Linked DNA regions of Mus musculus: all the other regions are linked to region 1. A link is a contact called in public HiChIP or PLAC-seq and promoter capture Hi-C data. All regions are on one chromosome and are shown on one strand. Each heading gives the region's core, a stretch centred on a gene start, on an enhancer-like site or on the middle of the called end of the contact. The rest is flanking DNA. Distances are from core to core; before and after follow the strand shown.

Evidence for each region. HiChIP or PLAC-seq counts read pairs in DNA pulled down with a chosen protein or histone mark. Capture Hi-C pulls out chosen DNA fragments and counts their contacts.
Region 2: a contact with region 1 is called in a promoter capture Hi-C map of adipose tissue. The contact joins two enhancer-like sites.
Region 3: a FOXA1 HiChIP or PLAC-seq map of pancreatic cancer cells shows a contact between it and region 1. The contact joins two enhancer-like sites. A contact is called at or near these places in 1 of 15 datasets of contacts at CTCF or cohesin (the NIH/3T3 cell line) and 1 of 115 datasets of contacts at active chromatin or transcription factors (pancreatic cancer cells).

What each region holds. Positions count from the first base shown.
Region 1 is chr3:102,753,620-102,757,804 of GRCm38.p6, reverse strand. It overlaps Tspan2 (tetraspanin 2), which reads right to left. Exons shown (of 8, transcript NM_027533.3): 3 at 415-512. Among named protein-coding and RNA genes, the nearest start is that of Tspan2os, 20 kb to the right of the region's middle. Within about 2 kb of position 1,789, at least 125 of the 459 cell types and tissues checked have an H3K27ac peak or open chromatin away from gene starts, as enhancers often do. A contact at or near this core is called in the NIH/3T3 cell line, adipose tissue and pancreatic cancer cells, where this site is marked.
Region 2 is chr3:102,442,848-102,446,981 of GRCm38.p6, reverse strand. No RefSeq gene overlaps it. Among named protein-coding and RNA genes, the nearest start is that of Ngf, 25 kb to the left of the region's middle. Within about 2 kb of position 1,276, at least 8 of the 459 cell types and tissues checked have an H3K27ac peak or open chromatin away from gene starts, as enhancers often do. A contact at or near this core is called in adipose tissue, where this site is marked.
Region 3 is chr3:102,364,885-102,368,584 of GRCm38.p6, reverse strand. No RefSeq gene overlaps it. Among named protein-coding and RNA genes, the nearest start is that of Gm40110, 6.0 kb to the left of the region's middle. Within about 2 kb of position 2,119, at least 54 of the 459 cell types and tissues checked have an H3K27ac peak or open chromatin away from gene starts, as enhancers often do. A contact at or near this core is called in the NIH/3T3 cell line and pancreatic cancer cells, where this site is marked.

The sequences.
Region 1 (4,185 bases), core at 540-3,039:
TGCTTTTGTTGTTGCATTTTCAAACAGAAGCTGGGGGTTAAAATAAGGCACCAGAGGGATGTTTGGCTAAGTCATTGATCTTAACCAGAAATGCTTTCCTTGTAGATAACAGTTCTTTCCTGGCTGTGAGGATCTTTAAGCTGCCCCATCCACAGTGAAATATTATTTCTTAAGGAACAATCAATTCTGAAGCACTCTTCCCCAAATGTCTTTCCTCTGATGACCTCATTGTTTTCACATTTTCCATACGAGGCAGGAACAAAGATAATATTATTCTCATGCAGGAGATGGAGAAAACAGACACCAGAGAGGATCCAGTGCCAAGGCTTTATGTCCTAGAGGAGCTGGGTCTCCTGGCTCCTTCCAGGGAAGTCTGCCAATCCACCCCGTGCCCACCCTGTAAACCCTACTTACTGATCCGAGCACACACTGTGACTCACGCATGGCTCCACAGCACCCGAAGAAACCCACAGTCATCATCAGGGCCCCAGCACCAACCAGCACATACAGCCCTGTGGATGAGAGGCCAGGGAGAGCATTCAGAGCCTGACTGAAGACAGGGCAACCAAGCCCCGTGCAGCAGCCCACACCAGCTAGGCTCTGGCTTTCATCTCTGTAGAACACTCTGCTGCCACCCATACTGGTGACACTTATTGTCTACACTTCATACATACCCGCTCACCCAGCAAAGTAATCCTATCTACTTTCATAACAGTAGACATATCAGGAAACTGAACCTGAAGGAAGCCAGGCAACCTGTCTGAGAACACAGTCAGTGAGGGGAAGAGGCCGCCTCTACCTGCTGCTCAGAGCTGTTGCAATGAATGGCTGCCACCTGCCTCCTCAAGTCCAAACACTTCATCCTGGGCTGTGCACCTTTGTGCAGAGGAAGCACTACCATCCCCACATAGCCAATGATACTGCATCCAGGATAATCAGAAGCTGGCCTCACAGCTGGGACACAAGCCCAAGCCTTTTCTTGAGCCCCAGAACCCGTTGTCCTCTGGACCTAAGGGTTATCCCCACCACTGAAGGACTTGAACCCAAGGGTGTGGGAGGCAAGAGTGGCTGCTGGGTAACAGGGGAGGGAGTGGAGGGGAGGGGACAGAGCCAGGATGTGGGTAAGGACAGGAGCATAGGACACACTATCATCAGTTTGGTGTGAATTTTTTCCTCCTTTTGAGGGCAGTGCCACAGATATTGGACACACAGGAGGGCATGTTACAAAACAAAAATCAAAATCAACAACCCACGGGGGAGAACAATAAGGTAATAGACACCCACAATATCATCAGCAGTAACATGTTTGAACCAGGAGTTAGCTATCCTTGTGAGAATTTTAATACAATTGCTACGTGTGGGACAGGCTGGTCCTGTCAGGCGCTGTTACAGTCACCAAGGGCAGGTTTATTGGAGCAGCTCTCAAGATAGCTGTGAAGTACTGAACCACACTGTTACCTTCTTTTGTAGACAGAGGCACTGGGCCCCAGAGAATCAAGTTATTGTCCCAAGGCCACAAGTTGCTGCTCCCCCCAAGAAGCTGTTCTGCCCCCTAAGCAACAGCAAGAGCCTTACTTTAGGTTTTGGAGCTCTCACTTCCTAAGTCAAGCCCCAGGAGGATTTTCCTCACAGAGGAATGATGGCAATCTGGGAGGCCTGGGCCAGGCCTCCTGATTTCCTTCTCCCATCCTGAGATAAGAGGTTAGCACAATGCTAGGGTTGGGCCTGGCACTTGACTCACTGGGAGTAAGGCTAATGGTCTCTGTTTTTTTTTTTTTTTTCCTTTTGCATTTTAGTCAGATGAGTCACCCAGAAACCATTTTTATTCACCCGGAAGTGGTGGTGGTGGGGCACTTGGGTCCCACCCCTGTGGGGAACCCCTGACTCTGGCATTCAGGCACTTCCTGGGGGCTCCTCTGGGTTGCTCACAGCTGGTTTGTGGGCAGGTCTATCTGTGAACAGACCTAGATGGGGCTGCAAGCTATCAACACTGCTTCCTGCACCATTCAGTCCAGTCAGCCCAGACCAAAAGGGCCTCAAGCTACCTGTGGGTTCCTAAGTGGGGAAGGGTTGGCTGTGCAGTCTGGAGGGACCCCACATTTCCTGCCATTTCAGCTCCATCAATCCCTTTCTCTAAGAGGATCATTTCATGGGGAATGGATGTGGTTACAAGAGAACTGATACCATTTAACTACAACAGTGTTGTTGGCTCCACTGCCTGAACACCATCTTGTCCAATGTTGTCAGTTTTCAAAGCTCTTTCGTTTCTATCATCTCCTTGGTTCCTCAAAGCAGCCTGGTTGGGTAAAGAGGACATCCCTGCGATTTTACACGAGGTCAGAGGCAAGAGTCCTGATTCCCACCCTATACTCCTTACAGAGGTAGTTGAATAAGGGGTGGTAGTAGCAATAGAGGCAGCAGCAATAACAACATCCTATCAGCACTTTTCCATAACGTCTCAAGGGAGAGCCATGTTAACACACTGACTTCTTGATTACAATGTCATTGCCTCCGGTCACTACTACTACAACTGCTGTTGGATCCAGTGTGAAGAAAGAGTTGGGGTCACAGCCTATGGACCAGCTCCCTAAATTCTCATCTATTATATACTACACTCCAGGCAGCTGGTGACCATGCCTTGTTCTAGTGTGAATTGGACCTTTGTAGGTTCCTATAGTTTTCTGAAGACTGCAGGTCTACAAATCTTCAGGTGAGAACCTCCAGTCAGTATATATTTCTCCAGTGGTCAGTGAAATAAATTCAAAGTCCCAGAGTGACTGCCTCATCCCTCCACAGGCTTAGACACACAGCCTGAGGTCCCATTGCAATGAACATGTATTAGGCTGTGCTCCCCAATGTCAGCCAAGTGGGATGTGGCCTCATATCCCAAGAAGGTCTGAGATAGGAAAGGGATGTTGTGAAAAGACAGGCTCGCAGGGTATAGGGGCCCGAGAACTTAGGTCAGAGGGTCTCTCCAGTGGGTACAGTTCACTAGGTCTCTCTGGCAACAATCAGGAGATGTGCTCACTCAAACACTACGCAACACCCCAGTATGGACAAAACAACCTAAGCATCTCAGCAGCTCCTGCTCCTGAGGCCTCTCCGTAGCAAGCCTCTGTTTGCATGAAAGGATGCGCCCGTCCTCTGGGTTCAAAATGAGACTCTCTGTGGAGCTGGAGAGAATCACAGGAAACTTCGACATGTAACGAATTCCCTGGGCTTGCCAAATCTGGCTGTCTGAATCTGTACAGTGTAAGCCCCAAGGCTTCCAAGGATACCTTATTTAAAGTCTGGTTTTAAAAAGAGCTGCTGATGGATCAATTAGCTTATAACTACATTTTAATTCCAAAATGGCTTCCATAGAGTCCTCTCTCCCAAAGAGCACACAAGACAAACATGTGACCTACTTAATAAGTCTCTTATGTTTTCTAAGTCCCTATTTTTCTTGATTTGAAAACGGAGAGTCCTTTGAAATTGGGTTTTATTGTTAATGACTGGGCTTGGTGAAGCCAGTGAGATGCTACCAGCAGCAGCTTACCCAGGGATGCCTACTTCCCTAATGAGTCCATCTCTCCTCCTCCTCAGAGTTCAGACCCTTCTAGAGGCATTGCTTCAGCTAACAAATGATCAGGAGGGCCTGTTCAAGGCTCATCAGCACAAACTCTTCTAAAATCCTTCTTGGGAGTGGATATATTGGCATGTTCGCCACTGCCAGTGATCTTGACAGCAGATGGTCTTATGTAACCTGCTAATGATTGGTTTTTCATCTAATTTTTTTTTGATATGTGTGTGTGTGTGTGTGTGTGTGTGTGTGCAGAAGTTTTCCTTCCAGTTTCCCTTGGACGCACATAATTACAGCCATCATCACTCAGTCTCCATGGGGTTTAGTCCCAGGACCCCTCACATACTAACCAGTGGATGCATGGAGCCACTCATGAAATGCATCATATTTACACATAATTCACCCACAACCCCCTACATCCTCTAAATCATCTCTGGATTACTTACCATATCTAGCACAACACAAATGTTCTAGAGTTGTTGGGCTTACTATTTAGGGATTAATGGCATGAAAAGGTCTGTCCATGTTCAGAAGAGATGCATTAAAAAAAAAAAAAACTTTGACCTGGGGTTTCTTGGATTTGTAGATGCTGAACCAATGGATGTGAACCAATTCTATGGGTT
Region 2 (4,134 bases), core at 27-2,526, 310 kb after region 1:
GCACGGGCCTTTTAATACACGGCTGGGAAAAAGAGAAAAGAATGTTCCCAGTGCTTTTCCCATTCCCTCTCTTACCAAGAAGACCTCAGATGAAGGGGGAGGGGAGTGTCATACCAGAGGCAAGTCTGCAGTGAGAATCTCTGAGTCTATTTTCGGCTAGGACCATCTGGACACAAATCAAGAATCTAATTTCCCCCACTACTTTCTTTTCCCCCTTGTACTTTAGCTGACTCTGGGAGCATGGAGCCTGAAACCAAGTCTGGACCACAGAATTCCATTAAAATATAAAGAATAAATAGAAATAAATATCACTGAGTTCCATGGATTATTACCCTCATCAAGTGGAGGCCAGTCCTACGGCAGTCAGAGGCCTGCAGCCCTCCCTCCTTCTAGCATCTTCTGGAACCTTCCAGAAAAAGTATAGAGAAAGGCAAGTTAAGACTCTCAGCTCTTTCTGGGGATGTTTTGTTCCTCCACCAGTGGGTGGTATGTGCTGCTAGCTGCAGGACCAAGGAGCTGAAGTAACATCCATGCAATAGCTATTATACCACCCCACTGAGGACCCAAATACATCAAGAGAATGCGCTGCACCTGTCAATCCTGGAAACTCCTTCAGTACTGCAGCATCACACACATGACAAAGACCCTTGAAGAAGCCTGAAATCTTACCCAGTGGTGGCTTGAACCTCTTCCACGTGGCCATCAGCCTGAACCACAAATACAGGGGGTGAGAACAGGACAAGAGAATCATTCTAGACAATGGTGGAGTTCCTTTTAAAGTTCGTAATGATAGAGTGCTTCAGCTCCACAGTGAAGTACAGGGTGTTCTAGGCTCAATCTTCCATGAAAAAAGAAAAAAAAAAAAAAGAACGTACTTACTCTGGAATCTGGACATTGGCAACTTAGATTTATGTTGTATCAGCTCAGCTAGCAGAACCAGACCAAGATGAAAGTGAAGGCTCTGTGGCTTGTGGTTGTAAGAGAATGTTGTTCAGAAGAGCTAAGGCTGGGGTAATCTCCAATGTTGTCCTCAATGTTGGATGCATGGGTCTTCCTTGTGCACCTGAAATATTGCATTTGGGCTTACTGTATGCCAGCTTTCCTGTGGCTGTCTTGGGCACAATGCCTTCTTCAGTCTGAGTGAAGGGCTTTAGGGAGCTCTTTGTCTGACTGAGTCTCTTAGAAGGCAAGGAGCCAGCTGGAACCCTGGTGGCCTCCAGCTGCCAGCAGGACAGATGTGTCAAGTCAGGTTTACGAGAGAAGTTTTCCCAGACCGTTATGTCCAAACTTCTGTCCATCCTGCTGTAACCTCTCCAGATAGATGGATGAAAAACAGATCAGTCCAGCCTTGGACCAGAGTTGCATAGATAAGAATACGAAGAAGAAACAAATAGTTTATCATTTGATATTTTTTCCCACTCCAGCAGAATTATCAGGGGTTGAAGAATTACCAGTGGTTGAAGAGAGCTGGAAGAATGTAGTCTCTGAAGGACAGTCGAGGTGATAACTAGCAAGTGACTATGGGGGTAATTGCTCGGGGAAACGTTACCAGGATCCTTCATGACTGACTGGACCTGGGACCTTCTCAATATAGAAATGACCATAAAAAGAAAGCAGATAGATTCCCAGGCAGAAAAGTGACCTCTCCTCTGAATTCCACGCTTGGAAAAATACTTATTTAAAGGAGGGGGGAAAGTCTACATAGGAAACTCTGGCTTCTTCAGACAGACTTGGCCTATGAACATGGCAGAAACAGAGCCCAAGACTATGTCTGCAGAGATGCCTCTGCCAGGTGGGAGTCCATTGGCACTTCTGAGCTTCCTGGACCTAAGAGTGACATCTACCCCATGTGTGCAAAGAAATTTATTTTGTATGCATGATGTGAGAAGAATTATATTAACAAGATTTCAAACAATGCTTTAAAGATATTTTGAGTCATGTCTGCTCATCCGTCTAGGCTAGAAGATAGAACTGAGATGCGTCCACTGAGACCAGCTCTGTAGGCTACGTGCCAACTTGGGTTTCTTCTCTTCCCTTCAAAAGAACGAAGAAATCACACTTAAAATTTTACTTTTGAGACAGGATCTTACTAGATAATCCAGACTTCAGCTTCAGACTCACTTTAGAGCCCAAGTTGGCCATGAAATCATGATCCTCCTGCCTCAGACTTTCAATAACTGGGACTGCGGATTCACCCCACCGTATTCGGCTGGTTTTCTCTCTGAAGGGCAGGCCAGGGTGGGAAATGGCTTGCCCGCAGTTCAGTCAGGAGGAAAAGGTGTTGCTGCAAAAACAAAAACAATTACAAAACAAACAAAAAACAAAAACAAAACAAAATAAACAAATATCTTGCTGGCTAATTTTTTACCTTCTTTTTAAAATTAGGTATTTATTTAATTTACATTTCCAATGCTATCCCAAAAGTCCCCCATATGCTCTTCCACCCACTCTCCCACCCACCCACTCCCACTTCTAAGCCCTGACATTCTCCTCTACTGAGGAAGATAAAGTTTGCACGACCAATGGACCCCTCTTTCCACTGATGGCCTACTAGGCCATCTTCTGATGCATATGCAGCTAGAGACACGAGCTCTGGGGGGGTACTGGGTAATTCATATTGTTGTTCCACCTATAGGGTTGCAGATCCCTATAGCTCCTTGGTTACTTTCTCTAGCTCCTCCATTGGAGGCCCTGTGATCCATCCAATAGCTGACTGAGCATCCACTTCTGTGTTTGCTAGGCCCTGGTATAGTCTCACAAGAGACAGCTATATTTGGATCCTTTCAGCAAAATCTTGCTAGTGTGTGCAATGGTGTAGCATTTGGAAGCTGATTATGGGATGGATCCCCGGATATGGCAGTCTCTAGATGGTCCATCCTTTCGTCTCAGCTCCAAACTGTGTCTCTGTAACTCCTTCCATAGGTGTTTTGTTCCCAATTCTAAGAAGGGGCAAAGTGTCCACACTTTGGTCTTCGTTCTTCTTGAGTTTCATGTGTTCAGCAAATTGTATCTTATATCTTGGATATTCTAAGTGTCTGGGCTAATATCCACTTATCAGTGAGTACATATTGTGTGAGTTCTTTTGTGATTGGGTTACCTCACTCAGGATGATGCCCTCCAGGTCCATCCATTTGCCTAGGAATTTCATAAATTCATTCTTTTTAATAGCTGAGTAGTACTCTGTTGTGTAAATGTACCACATTTTTTGTATCCACTCCTATGTTGAGGGGCATCTGGGTTCTTGCAGGGATGGTTCAATATATGGAAATCCATCAACGTAATTCAGTATTACATCATTAGATGCGGAGAAAGCATTTGACAAAATCCAACACCCATTCATGATAAAAGTCTTGGAAAAATCAGGAATTCAAGGCCCATACCTAAACATGATAAAAGCAATCTACAGCAAACCAGTAGCCAACATCAAACTAAATGGTGAAAAGCTTGAAGCAATCCCACTAAAATCAGGGACTAGACAAGGCTGCCCACTTTCTCCCTACCTATTCAACATTGTACTTGAAGTCCTAGCCAGAGCAATTTGACAACAAAAGGAGATCAAGGGGATACAAATTGGAAAGGAAGAGGGGCACAAGTCCCTTCCGGTTCACTGCAGCACCGGGATTCCTGGCCCAGGGAGACTCCGGACACCTGCAAGGACCCACACAGGAACCCCCACAGGATCCTAAGACCTCTGGTGAGTGGAACACAGCGCCTGCTCCAATCCAATAACGCGGGACCTGAGACCGCATTAATTAAGGAAGCAGATAACCCGGCCTGATCAGGGGCACAAGTCCCTTCCAGTCGACTCCAACACCGGGGTTTTTGTGTGCTGAGTTCCTGGACACCCCCAAGGTCCACACAGGACCCTCCACGGGATCTTAAGACCTCTGTTGAGTGGAACACAACTTCTGCCAGGAGGCAGGTTCGAAACACCAGATATCTGGGCACCTTCCCTGCAAGAGGAGAACTTGCCTGCAGAGAGTACTCTGACCACTGAAAGTAAGGATAGAGCTAGTCTCCCAGGTCTGCTGATAGAGGCTAACATAATCACCTGAGGAACAAGCTCTAACCAGAGACAACTATAACAACTAGCTCCAGAGATTACCAGATGGCAAAAGGCAAACGTAAGAATCC
Region 3 (3,700 bases), core at 870-3,369, 390 kb after region 1:
AGGTTTTGAGACATGAGCCAGTCCTCAAAATCGCATTCTGTATGTCTCTCTCTTTGTGTGTTTGGGGGTGCATACATGAATGCACACATGTGTGGCATGCAGATGAGGATATTGGGTGTTCTCCTATATCACTGTCCACCTTATTCTCTCAAGACAGTCTCGCTAAAACCTGGAACTCAACAATTCTTGCCTAGGGCAGAAGCCAACAAGCCCTAGAAATCTTTTCCACCCAACATCCCTCTCACCCAGTGCCAGGGTTACAGGCACAAGGCCACACATGTGGGTGCTAGGAATCTGAACTCAAATCCTCAGCTTTTCATAGTAAAAATATTGAACCATTCCTCCCTTCTGCAAATCACGTTCTTACACTGACTCTGGGTTACACAGTGGCTAAAGATATGATTGTCCTACAACACAGCTTTCTGGGTAGATGAATAATGAACTAAGCACAATTGGATGAAGGGAACTGGATGTAAAAGAGTACCATGTACCAGTGGGCATTTGGGAGGTGAGAGCATAAGAGAGAGGTAGTGGACAGAGTTGTGTAACTCTGTCAGGTGAGAAAATGGATAAAACCCAATGGGAGACAGAAGCCTGGGGCCTAAAGCCATTATCTATTGCCAATAGCCAGTCTTCTTCCACAGGCTATTGATGATAGACTGAACTCTCATGTATATCCCTTCAGCTCTGCTGGCACACCTTAGAATGTATTATATTGTATTATTCCCCAAATAACTTCCTAGACAGTCAGATAACACCCATAGCTGGTTGTAGTAGGCTGCCACTCTGATTACCTGAGTTCCTGAACATAATGCATACAGGTCTACAGGCTCCAAAGATGGTGAGGTAATAAAATGTCACCTGAAATAAAGAGGACTCAAATGGGGTCTTAGAATCCTATGGTTCAGAAAGCTCATTATCATGTTTACTTAATGACCTTGGACTGACAGCATCAATGAGAAAAAAAAGTAGCCTATTGGAAGAAAGAAACCTGGGAGGAAGCCAAGAACTCAAAGAAGTAAGATGACAGTCAATTCCCAGCACTGGATGTGGGAGCTGAGAGAACTTCTCGATCCCTCCTCTACACTTCCCTCTATCTCTGTGCTTCCACTCTTGAGCAACATGCAGGTCAACCCAGGATGACAGACTAGATTCCAACACTCTTGCCTGGCATTACAGCATCCACAGACAGCAGAATTCTTTCTGGAGATAAGACCAGTGCACAAGAGAGCCCTTTTCACTCAGGCCATGGGGCAATATCCAGCAAAAGGAAGATGCCCAAGGCTTTAAGACATATTTCTTTCAGTTGGAAGATACATTTCTGCAGCGAGAATTTTGGTTTCTTAAAAAACAAACAAACAAACAAACACCCGCAGAATATACGTATGTTTTTGTTTTAATCCCAGGTATGGTGATATGGGCTGCTTCACAGCAGGTGACTGTGATTTGCCTTGTGCTCTAGCAAGGGCGTGGTTTTGCCAGCTGCAGATGATTTCTGTGAGTGTGTGACATTTGAAATTCAGGGGACTTTTCAGAGGATATACAAATGCTAGAGCCACCCCCTTCCCCATAGAAGGGGCTGCTGCTGGTTGGCCGGTTGGTAGGTGGTTGCTGTTAGGTGCAGTTTGTTGAGGTTTGTCAAGTCATGTATGAAGGGACGAAAAGAAGAAATTAGATACCCGGACAGCAAAAATCAAACTTGCCCCAAGGAACTCAACACCCCTAGGTATCAAGGAGTCAAGGAGTAATCTAACCATGTCATCACCCCCTTTTCCCTCTGACTTTTTTTCTCTCCTACCTAATGTTAAGGGATTGAAAGTGTGGAAGGAGAGGGGTGGAGACAGGTGGGAAAGAAAAAGAATCCACAAAATGGTAAAAAGCCCAATTACACACTTCTTCATGTCTGTCATTTTTAGCAACATCTTGAAAGGTGGGTTTTCACATCAACACAAAGAAATCTGTCTGGTAAGGCTCAGCACAGATCTGGTATTTGTCCCCACAGTAGGCTTCAGCAGTGCATCAGAATGGCATGGAGGAAGTGCCCTAGCCCAGTCCTGAGGCCCCAGTCCAGCCTGTGGATAAACAGTGCAGGCTGGAATGCTGCTGCTAACCCCACGTGCCTGGACTGATGGCCATGTGGAAACCCCTGACAGCACTTTCCTGTGAGAGACCTGGGCTCTGGGGAGGCGCAGCTTCCTGCTGTGTCACCGTGATGTGACCACGAGAGTGGGAACGGGGCCCAGGAAAACTTCCTTCTGGACTGGGTCGACCCTTGTGCAGAATACTGGCTCAGTGCTGAGCATTTTTTCCCTGAGATAGCAAGGCCTCTGTCATCCTGTCCAGAGAAGCCTGGCTGGCCACTGCCCTGCCAGTATCTATCTTACTGTACCCCTGAGACTCAGGGTTAAGCATCAGCCAATCATAGGCCCTCTCTGTGCCCCTGGTCAAAGGGACCAGATTTAGAAATCTGGTGACTCAGGTACATGGGAATTTGAAGGTCACTCATGCTATCAGGAAATCAAATTTAAAAAAATCTCAATTTTATTACAAAAAAAAGTTAATAAATTGCCTGTCAAACAGTAAAATTGTCTTGATTTCTTTTCTTACTACTTTACTGCAGTTTCCAAATTTTTGTATTATTTATATACTGGAAGAGTAATCTTTATTAAAGAAAAATGTATAATAGTAATTAATTAATTTAATTTAATGTTGCTATCCAAGGGACTCCAAAAAGGACTGCTAGTGAAGCCCTACAGCTTAGCATGTGAAGGACTTGGTCCTGGATCTTTCATTTATCCTGGCTACAACCTCCTAAAATTATCTATCATTCACCGAGAGGTTGGGAATTATTCTGTTATGAAATCCCTGCATCTTACTAAGTGAACCATTTTTCTTATACTCACGCATGATACAAGATAAAATGCTTGTTATTGTGGCATGATAACATGCTGCCATCGAGCCATTTACTGACCACTAATGGATCTTAGCCAAGTGCTTGGTTTTGGTGCTGAACATACATCTAAAATCTATTTAATTTAATTAATAAGGGAACCTATATGTGGCTATAGTATTAGTTCAGGGTCATATTTATGGCCTTTGATCCTATCTTGATCATTTTTTCAACTCGATGATGTAGGTGACTACTTAACTTTGGCTTTTATTGCCTGTAAACTAGGGGTAATACCTAGTTTACCTACTCGATAAAGCTTGGATGAGACACTTCAATGAGACACTCCTAGCAATGTGCTTAGCATGAAGCCTGGCTAAGAGGACAGGATCTGGCTATGCTTTATATTAGGGAGTGGAACATCTGCAATAGCGCCCCTGTCTTTACAGATGAAATTTTAACCACATATAGGTCTCTATCTACATGAACAGTACGTGTATTCCATGCTTCCTGACCAAACTACCCTTGAGGTCTCACTTTTTGCTTAATCCTTATGATTAGGATTCTAAGGGGAGAATGCTGGAGGACACTGTTAGCCAGTCAGATGGCAGAAACCTGACAGTGTACTCATGGCTGTGTATACCACCTATGAGACCCACATCTGTGTCACCTCACATACTCTATGGGGTATCTTTGGCACATACTCCATAGAGTGCACAGAAGAGCTGAAGTGATCAGAAAGTATGGTAGCCTAAGGAAAATATCCTTTCAAGAGAACTCAAGTCCCAGCTAAATTACTAGTGAGGAAATTTC